Linked DNA regions of Mus musculus: all the other regions are linked to region 2. The links are chromatin contacts, called in public HiChIP or PLAC-seq maps. All regions are on one chromosome and are shown on one strand. The core of a region is the stretch at or near the end of the contact, and the rest is flanking DNA. Distances in the headings are between cores, read along the strand shown.

The links. HiChIP or PLAC-seq counts read pairs in DNA pulled down with a chosen protein or histone mark.
Region 1: an H3K27ac HiChIP or PLAC-seq map of embryonic stem cells shows a contact between it and region 2, with 8 read pairs. The contact joins the promoter of Sec24a here to the enhancer-like site in region 2. A contact is called at or near these places in 3 of 39 promoter capture datasets (HPC-7-derived erythroid cells, embryonic stem cells and hippocampal neurons), 22 of 484 Hi-C or Micro-C datasets (LSK cells, Th2 cells, bone marrow-derived macrophages and 18 more), 12 of 115 datasets of contacts at active chromatin or transcription factors (the 230-238 cell line, CD8 T cells, the HPC-7 cell line and 7 more) and 3 of 9 other capture datasets (adipose tissue, liver and pancreatic islet).
Region 3: a contact with region 2 is called in an H3K4me3 HiChIP or PLAC-seq map of embryonic stem cells, with 29 read pairs. The contact joins the promoter of N4bp3 here to the enhancer-like site in region 2. A contact is called at or near these places in 1 of 39 promoter capture datasets (neural stem cells), 1 of 484 Hi-C or Micro-C datasets (the N1E-115 cell line), 3 of 115 datasets of contacts at active chromatin or transcription factors (embryonic stem cells and trophoblast stem cells) and 3 of 9 other capture datasets (adipose tissue, liver and pancreatic islet).

What each region holds. Positions count from the first base shown.
Region 1 is chr11:51,755,379-51,758,754 of GRCm38.p6, reverse strand. It overlaps Sec24a (Sec24 related gene family, member A (S. cerevisiae)), which reads left to right and starts at 1,921. Exons shown (of 23, transcript NM_175255.3): 1 at 1,921-2,678. The coding sequence starts at 2,582.
Region 2 is chr11:51,702,111-51,705,249 of GRCm38.p6, reverse strand. Sec24a (Sec24 related gene family, member A (S. cerevisiae)) reads left to right here. Exons shown (of 23, transcript NM_175255.3): 19 at 837-974. Among named protein-coding and RNA genes, the nearest start is that of 0610009B22Rik, 15 kb to the right of the region's middle. Within about 2 kb of position 1,424, at least 31 of the 459 cell types and tissues checked have an H3K27ac peak or open chromatin away from gene starts, as enhancers often do. A contact at or near this core is called in embryonic stem cells, epiblast stem cells and trophoblast stem cells, where this site is marked.
Region 3 is chr11:51,649,284-51,652,580 of GRCm38.p6, reverse strand. N4bp3 (NEDD4 binding protein 3) reads left to right here and starts at 1,508. Exons shown (of 5, transcript NM_145974.3): 1 at 1,508-1,903. D930048N14Rik (RIKEN cDNA D930048N14 gene) reads right to left here and starts at 1,627. Exons shown (of 4, transcript NR_027958.1): 1 at 1,368-1,627. It overlaps Gm30058 (a long non-coding RNA gene), which reads left to right. Exons shown (of 2, transcript XR_388627.1): 2 at 1-491.

The sequences.
Region 1 (3,376 bases), core at 672-3,171, 53 kb before region 2:
GTTCTTAAGTGAAAGTTTGATTAAAAGTCATCTTCAGCCAGGAGTAGTGGCGCGTGCCTTTAATCCTAGCACTCAGGAGGCAGAGGCAGGTAGATCTCTATGAGTTCGAGGCCAACCTGGTCTACAAGGCAGTACCAAGATGAGAAACTGTCTCTAAAACACAAAGCAAAACAAACCAAAGAGTTTCATCTTCATCCTAAAGAAGCCTACCTGGATCTTGTAATAAGGAGTGGGGGCGTGGAGAGACGGCTGGTAGTGAAGAGCACCGGCTGTGCTCCCAGAGGACTAGGGTTCCTTTGCTATCACTCACATCATGGCGGTCACAACTGTCAACTCCAGTGCTGGGGGATGCAGTGCCCCCTTCTGACCTCTGTGTGGGCACTGCATACACATGGTGTAAAATACTTTTTTTTTCTTTTCTTTTCTTTCTTTTTTTTTTTGGTTTTTCAAGACAGGGTTTCTCTGTGTAGCCCTGGCTGTTCTGGAACTCACTCTGTAGACCAGGCTGGCCTCGAACTCAGAAATCCACCTGTCTCTGCCTCTCAAATGCCGGGATTAAAGGTGTGTGCCACCATCGACCAGCGTGTAAATACTTCTATGTAGGTACCCATACATACAGAAAACAAACTTTAAAACAATAAAACAATCTTTTTTTTTAATTGTTTAATTCCACTCAGAGCAAATATATTTTAGTATGGTTTTGAGGTAACTATTAATGAAATCAAGGTTAGGGTAAATTTGTATATGTGGTTACTGCTTGCTTCTTGGGTCTGACAGTAGTTTTAGATTGTGCTCTTTTTCTGTAATACTTCGTAGCCAGCATTAGATAGTAAATGAGTTTGGTAAGATGTACTTTCGCCCGAGGTTGTGAAACTCATGGCATAATACGTTTCAATCAGCAGCACACATCTGTGAAGGACTTTGTCATCTGCTTGGAGCAGGTAAAACCAAAGTAGCTAAAGATCACACTGATATCACTAAGTATGTTGCATAACCAACCAGTTTCTACTTCTCTTTGGTCTTACAAGTCAGAAAGTCTGTTTGGGGGTAAAAATAAAAGCAACCCACAAGCTACTTGCCCAGAAAGGACATTTGAATTATTCGACTTAATGTAAACTCTCATAATGTAAACTGCCTTTAATTCTTTTGAACTCAGGGCTTCTTCCTACAAGGTTAGGGAAACTCTTTATGAGTGACCTACATATCTAACCCCTTTTAAAGAAACTGAGTCCTGGTAAATTGCCCAGGCTGGTCTTGAATTCAAGATCTTCCTGCCTCACTTTTCTGTATCCAGAACTATAGGAGTACGATACCATTACAATTACCATTTTAAATGTTATTTAGTCCGGGGCCTCAGTATTTTTTTTTTTTTCGGGACAGGGTTTCTCTGATTAGCCCTGATTGTCCTGGAACTCACTCTGTGGACCAGGCTGGCCTCGAACTCAAAAATTCGCCTGCCTCTGCCTCCTGAGAGCTGGGACTAAAGGCGTGCGCCACCACGCCCGGCTTGGAGCCTCAGTATTAACTAAATACTTGTTATTATAGAAGTTGCCTAGCTCAGTGTAAACTAAGGGCTTCCCTAGGACATTGGACTCCATTGTCAACACTGGGATAGGAGAGGGATGGATTCCCGATCCATGTGTGGTGGATGTACTTCGGAGTGACTATGCTACCAACAGGCTAACGTCAAAATTAATCTTAATCCTCCAGTTGAAAAGAAGAGCTTCCTCCTTAACGTCATCAGACATTTTAACCTTGACCCAGCATCTTCACTCCAGCCCTGGCTGACCTGACTAGGCCGCCTTCGAACTTAGAACACTTCTGCCTCGACCTCCTGATTGCCGCCATGTCCCGCCCATGACACTTTGACAAACACACGTAATTGAACACCTCTTTTTAAAATTCTCTTGCACTCTACAGCTGGCATAGCATCGGCTGGGCCACCAGCGGTAGCCGAGGACATCGGTCGTCTCAGGTAATCCTCAGAGAATCCCGGAAGAGGAGCCGGGTCTCTCCTGTCCCACCCAATCGATTCTAAAAATCCGCACCACCCCTGGGACTGTCAGCAAGGTGACGTTCTCCACGCCGGGTATTTTCGCAGTGGTGACACAGGCTACTTCCGGCGGGCGGCGGGAGTCCGTGACGTGGCAGGCGAGTCCGTGCACGGTCCTCCGGGCCCGGACACGGGACTGTCAGGTGCCCTCGGGGCAGCTCCCCGGGGACAGAGAGCACGGCCGCAGCCTCCAGCCGGAACCGGAAGTGCCACGTGTCCCCACTGTGCCTGCGCGGCCGGCGGCTCCGCCCAGGGCCTCCCTCCTCTCCGGGTTCGGCTGCTGCCTCCGAGCCCGGCGTTCCCAGCCCAGCCGGCCTGACTCCGGAGCCTCTCCGCGCCCTGGCCAGGTCGTGGCCGCCGGCGGGCAGAAGACACGGACACGCCATGCCTCTACTTTGACGTGCCACCCCGCGTGTTCCGCTTCTCCGGCCTCCAGGTCCCTGCCCTCGGTTTTCCTGTTGGAGCTCTTAGGCTGGGCGCTGCGGTCGACCCCGACGGCTCCGTCTTACCCTGAGATCCCCGGGCGCCATGGCCCAGCCCCGGATCCCCGCTGCCCGCGGTGCCGCAGCTAGCCTCCAGGCCCAGAACGGAGCCGCCTCAGCCTCGGGGTCTCCCTACACCAACGGTGAGTGCCGCACGGGGGCGGGGAGGGCGGCACAGCTCGGGCCAGGGACAAGTCCCAGCCAGGTCTACCGCGGGGAGTGGCGGATGACGGCCTGGACCCGGGAGCCGCGGTGGACATGCACCTGCAGATCCACGCTGGTGGGACAGTTTCATGTGTATTTATAGGTTCAGCCTGCAAACAGTAAGCACCTGCAGTATGCAACGTCTGAGATAAACAAGAGGTGAACAAGAATCGTAGACGAAATCAGTTCCCAGAACTGCCTTATGGAGGTCATAGTGTCTGGGTGTCATCACGCAATGCGCCACCTCAGTCCTGTGTCCTGGAGGGCAGGGTTCATCTCGGGTCCGCAGGCTCGAAGTGCAGGGGGGTGGCGGGTCAGTGCTTATTAATACTAATTTGCAGAGATGAATGAATGACTCCGTCTTTGACAGATCCCTTTAGGACTTGCTCATCTCTGCAGGGATCTTTCTTCAAGGATCTTCTTCCTACGACAGTCCTTGGGCCTCCTGTTTAGTTTTTCAGTTGTGGAAGAACCAAATAGATGGATGGCTAGGGCTTCGTTTCTAGGGCCCTCCTCTTCATTTAGAATGTAAGTTAGTCACAACTCTCTGAACCCTAGAGAGAGTACATCTGGCACTATAATTTATCATTTGGCGGGAGAATATCTTATAATTGGATATCTCTTCTAGGATTCCTGA
Region 2 (3,139 bases), core at 175-2,674:
GGAGAGACATCATTGAACAAAATTGCCCAGACTCTTTCCAGGGCAGCCTTGTTCTAGGGGAGCCTCACAAGTTAGTGACCTGGGCATAAAAGCTGGTCTGGGTTCTTTGGCAAAGTCACCATAGAGGAGCACCTGGCATAGAGCCATCAGTGAGTGACATGTGACAGACTGAGGCTCTGCTGTTATTAAACACTCTTGCTTCCTGCAGATGCCTCAGTTTACCTGAACCTGCCTGGAGAAGGCGTTCTAGTCACATTCAGTCTGTGAATATTCATTGTTCTCTGCCTCTTGTATTCCTCTCCACCAACTGAGACACTAGCCCTCACCTCACAGCTCCGCCAGCCTGAGTGCAGCTACTACAGCACTAAAACTGTCCCAGCCTCAGCTCTGCTCTGCCACTGTCCTCATGTGTGGTACCACCCTGCTTCAGAGGCCGTGGGATCTGCTGTATTGAGTTTTAATGTCTCTCGTTGTGGAAGAAACAATTACCATCCAGCAGACGTGGCACACTTGCTGGGGTCTTCTTGCTATGCCATGTGTACCTTTATCTTGTCGCCAGGGTACCATCCTTCCCAGGCTTCTCAGCTCCATCACAGTCACTGCAGTTAGGCCTAGCCTAGCAGTGAGGAAACAGACACCAGGAGATCGGGTGACTTAGCAATGGTCAGGTATTGACTAGTTGAGACTTCCAGATGAGGCTACAGGGTAATGACTTCTTCAAAGATAAAATAATTTATGATAAATTTGCTAATTCTGTCTAATGATAATCTTTTAGCAATTGACATTTACAAAACTCTTTTTCTAATGTTGGGAGGCGGGGTGTTGTTTTATTGCAGAAATCTTTCCAGACTGGGACAAGTATACGTCTAGATGAACGAATTTTTGCCATGTGTCAAGTGAAAAGCCAGCCATTGGTTCACCTCATGCTCACAACACATCCCAGTTTGTACAGAGTTGACAACCTCTCAGATGAGGTAAGACCAACTCCCTGTTCTGTGGCTTCTTCCGAAAAACGTGAAGCCTGATTATATTCTGTACAGAAATGAGTTTGTTACCTAAATCCTTGTTTGTTTTTTCCTAGGTAAATGTACAGAAACTTTGATAGTTAGGGACATTCCTGAAAATATTAACTTTAAGTTTTCTAAGACATACTCTCTTTTTTTCTAATTTGAGATTTAAAGATACAGATATAGTATACAAGGTGTCTCAGAGTGTCTATTGCTGTGAGAAAACACCATGACCAAAGTCAACTTGGAAGAAAGGGCTTCTTTTAGCATAGAGTTCATCATCAAAGAAGTTAGGGCAGGAACGCAGGGCAGCAGCTGATGGAAAAGCCATGGAGGGTGCTGTGTACAGGTTTCTCTATGGCTTACTCAGTCAGGCTTCTTACACAGCCAAGACCACCAGACCATAGGGGGCGCTGTTGCGGGAAATATTTAAAAAGAACCACCAAGCTCCTGCACTTCATCCGCCCACTCTCCAGCAGGACCAGAGCTCCTGTGTTCCCTTCTCTTGGCTGCCATGCCAGCCACACGCAACGCACCGCAACGACCATCCACCCAGCAGTCAGCACCTCAACACCCAGCAACCCAGTAGAAACAAAACTCTAGAAGCTTATAATTAACAAGTCAGATTTAGAGGGCTGGAGAGATGGCTCAGCAGTTAAGAGCACTGACTGCGCTTCCAAAGCTCCCCAGTTCAAGTCCCAGCAACCACATGATGACTCACAATCATCTGTGATGAAATCTGATGCCCTCTTCTGGGGTGTCTGAAGACAGCTACAGCCAGCGTACTTTACATAATAAAGAAAGAAATCTGGGCCAGAGCAAGCAAGACTGGAGAGAGAAGAAAAAGTGTCTGAAGACAGCTACAGTGTACTTACATATATCTGACCTTTTTTAAAAGATTTATTTATTATTTATATCAATAAATTCTCAATTCACAAGATGCCTACACAATAATTTCAGGGCCAAATGATAATGATACAAGCTGCCCACCTAGATCAGACAAGTTATCCCAATTATTCTATCCCTATATGATGTTTATAACTACCTGTGGCTACTTAAAACCAATCCCACCCCCGTGGGATCAGGATCTTCCTGTTCATCTGCTCTCTGTCCCTGCAACTCTTTGTTCTGCCTCCCTTTTCCCTGTCCAATCACAAGCTTCCTGCTGCACTAATATTCTAATGTAATTGGACAGGAAAAATTCTACCCCCGGGCACTGCCCACAACGGGCTCTTCTCACATTACTCACTAATTGAGGGAAATGCCAATCTGGTGGGAGCATTTTCTCAGTTAAAGTTTTCTCTTCTCAGGTGACTCTAGCTTGTGCCAAGTGGACATAAGATAGCCAGCACAGAAGGCTCTTACCAGTTGTTCCTAATGTTTAACTTTATAGTTTCCTGGGCTATACCTAAATGGCTTATTCCTATAGTTCAAACAACTTTGGCTAAAACAAGAGGATCACTTGAGCTCATGAGTTTGAAATCAGTCCCTGCCTCAGAAACAAAATTCAAAAACTCTAAGAAGAGGAAGAGGAAGAAGAAAAGGAGGAAGAAGAGGAGGAAGAAGAGGAGGAAGAAGAGGAGGAGGAAAGAAAAAAGGAGAGAGACTTGATTAATCTATTATTAGTTGTATTTCACTAATGTCACTTATCTGTTCACTATATATTATATTTTTCAATTTAATTTTTAAAAACCAAAGTCAAGGGGCTGGTGAGATGGCTCAGTGGGTAAGAGTACCCGACTGCTCTTCCAAAGGTCCAGAGTTCAAATCCCAGCAACCACATGGTGGCTCACAACCATCCGTAACGAGATCTGACGCCCTCTTCTGGTGTGTCTGAAGACAGCTACAGTGTACTCACATATAATAAATAAATAAATCTAAAAAAAAGAAAAACCAAAGTCAAGCTTGATGGCACCGATAATCCTAGCACTTGCAAGGTGGGTCAGGAGTTCCAGGCCTGCCTGGCTAACAGGAAACCCTCTCTTTAAAGAATGTAACAGCCCAGTTGGTAGAATGCTTGCTTAGCATGCATGAAGCCTGGGTCCACTCTTCACCCTGGCATTAACCTTGCATGGTGGTTCATACCTACATTGTCAACTCTTGGAATATGGAGGCAGGAGGATCAGAAAAGA
Region 3 (3,297 bases), core at 259-2,758, 53 kb after region 2:
CAGGTCCCCAAGACCATACGTGTGCTCTTATGGTCAATGTTCATCTGTCTCAGGCAACCCCGCTCCCCCATATACCTGCAGTCCCTGCATGACTGAGATACCAAGTGCTGTGAATGAGGTTTCTTAAAGAGAAAAATCCATTGTTAACATTTGACTACGGTAGAAATAGAAAACAGAGGCGGCAAATCGGTACCTGCTGGGCCACAGTAATGTTTTGTTGTTTAAATGAAGTTGACTTGCCTGATACAAAATTATCCATTTTAACTTAAGGTACTGGGAATTGAACCCAGGGCCTCAAGCAGCCTCTGAGAGAATGCTCTCCTACTGAGTCACACCCCAGCCCTCTGTAAGACAATGTAAAAGGAAAGTGCTGTCACCACCACCTGATTCCAGGACAAAACCCGATAACTTGCAAGGATCATCCTCATTTCTCCCTCCCTGTGGCTTCTAGCACTAGCCTGCATTCTGTCCATAAAGGTTCACACATGGTCTCTGCTGGGTTTCTTTGACTTACCATCACTTGTTAGAGGTTTGAGTTGTAGCATGAAATGGCACTATGCCTTTTCTGTGGTAAGTAATATTCCACTGTATGGTTGGACCACACTGTTTATCCTTTCACTAATTGCTGGAGGGTTTGACCTGTGTCCTTCTTTTGACTGTTATACACAGGATTGCTATGATCATCTGAGTGCAAGCACTTGTTGGCATACCTGATTTCTTTAGTCATATACCCAGGAGTGGAAATGCTATCATGAATCTGTTTAACTTACTGGTTTGGTTTTTTTTTTTTATCTTAAAAACAACAACAACAAAATTACGTGTATGTGCCAGCGTGAGTAAATGTGCACCCAGTGCGAGTAATGCCCCCAGGGGCCGGGGGTGGGGGTGAGGGGGGGGGCGTTCCATACCCTGGAACTGGAGCTGCAAAGGATTGTGAGCAACCACGTGGTTGCTGGGAACCAAAACCGGGTCCTCTGCTAGAGCAGCAAGTACTCTTAACCACTGAACCATCTCTCCATACACAACCCTTACCACCCCACCCCACCCCACCCCACCCCACCCCACATCTATGTTTAACTTTTTAAGGAAGAAAAGGTGTTCCAACTTCTTACTCTTGAACGTGTCTGAGTGTCCAGCCTTCGGTTTCCGTCCCCGCTACTGGCTTACCCAACCCATATGACTCATTTACACTATCAGTCTGGCCCCTAAAGGCATCTGAACCTGCCGCCCCTAGAAGGCTGCACAGGTAAATCAACCTCCCTCCAAAATAAAAGTCCAGCGGCTAACTACTGTAGACGCCTACTACACCTCTTCGGCTCTTAGAGCGCGTCTTGGGTTTATTCTCAAACGAGGAAAGTGGCGCTTACCTGAGAAAGAGGCGGCAGAGACCTGACCAACCCATCCCAGCAAGCCAGTTTGGAAGCTGGTTCTGGAAGGAAACCGGGTGAGGCGGGCGAGGCCCGAGTTGGAGGAGGAGGAGAAGGAGGAGCAGCAAGCAGTGCGGCGCGCGCTCTAGAGCCTCGTCCGGGCTGGGGTCTGCAGAGCTGCTGCACGTGAGCGAGCGAACGAGCACGCATCGCGGTGGCCGCTGCACCATGCGCGGCTAGCGGTGGGGTCCCGGCCCCGCAGCACCCGCGAGCCCGGGCGGGGCTCAGGTCGCTCGGGGGCGGTGCCGGTTCCCGCCCCCCACATCCGGGGGCCGGGCTGGGCGCTGGGGCTCGCGCCGCGCGGGTGAGTCAGGCCGGGTTTTCCCTCCGTCTCTGGGGCCAGCGGACGAGTGTCGCCCAGTGCGTCCTTTGCCCGCCGATCCGGCTCCCGCGCGTTCCCGAAGAGCCTGGGAAGAGAAAGGTTCGAGACCGAGCTGGGGACTGCAGCGCGCCCTAGGATTCACGGAGCCAGCATGGTAAGTGGGTAGGGCGGGTCGCTGAGGTCGTTCTCGGACACCCGGCGGGGGTTGGCAGGATGCTGTGCGCGCCCCGGTGTCCTCTGCTCCCGCGCACGAGGCTGACCTGTAAATGCATTTTCCGTGGAGCATCGCCCCGATCCCCACGCCGCAGCTAGGAGGGGCAGGCGCCCTTGGCGCAGGAGTCTGACCTCGGCCTCCGCCCCCTGCACCAGCTCTAAGCAGGCCCCACAGACGGCGGGCGGGAGACGTGCACCCCACCCCGCCCCCTGGGTAGCTAGGAGGGCCTCCGGTAGTTCTGGGATCCCTTGCTTCCTCCACAGCCTTCCTGGGCGCAGTTCCACCGGGATGTCCAACCTGTCTTCTCTGCCGCCTTCCCGGGGACACCACTCACCTGCCCTCACCCTCAGGGTACCCTCTTCCTGCCTCAGCCCCCTACTGTGTCTGGTCCTCACCTGGGGACCTGCGAACAGGGGACGTCCCAAGGTCTGGGACTCTGTTCCAGTCCTGACTTTAGCCTTTGACAAAAGTAAGGACCAGGACTCTTAAGGTATCTCAGTATTAAGATGGGAGCTTGGGACATACCCAACCCAAAGATACAGATTGGGAATGGTTGTCCTTGGGCGGGAGCAGAGGCGGGAGGCCCTCCTGGACCTAGAGATGAGCCTCCTCCCAGGCTCTCACAAGCAGGGCTTCTCTGCCGACTGGCTGCGTGTGGGTGTGTATGTGCAAGACTGAATGAAAGCGACCAGCTAGTTCCCGACACCGCCTCTAGCAGTTTCCTGAGCTCAAGAGTCCCTAAACCTGCGCCACTTCCACTATTTCTTCTTCTTACCTCTTTCCCCAGGGCGGGCAGGAGGGATCTCTGGGAGGGGGGTTAAGTTCCATCCCTCTCAACCTTGCCCTTGGGAGAAACAAGCATGGGGGGCTGGGCAGGCTACGTAGACAGCAGAGTATACTAGTGGAAGGTGACCCCTAGCTGGGACAGCTGGGTGTAGTATAGAGGGCTTTACTGTGGGAATCCAGATTGGTCCTCAAAGCGGAGTCTTCTTTCAGCGTGTGATTCCTTCTTTCAAGCCTCAGTTTCCCTATGTGTAGATAGGGTCCTTTATGCCGTGCTCCACCGACTAGTGTGGAGACGATGTGACATTGTGAAATAGAAGAGCTCAGAAACACTGAAGCACTGGACATAGAGCAAAATGTGGATAATTCTGTCCAGGGGGTAGGGTATGCCAGCTGCCCCCATCGCCTCTCAGGCTGTCCCCATTTTTGGAGTTGGGACATTCCAGTGTCATTCCTCTGTGGCAGCTGCAGGCACACCCCTCAGAAAGGCTGATCCCCCCAGCAGGTGGTGTGACCCTCCCCTGGGGCACTCTGGTGGGACTAGTGGCAGT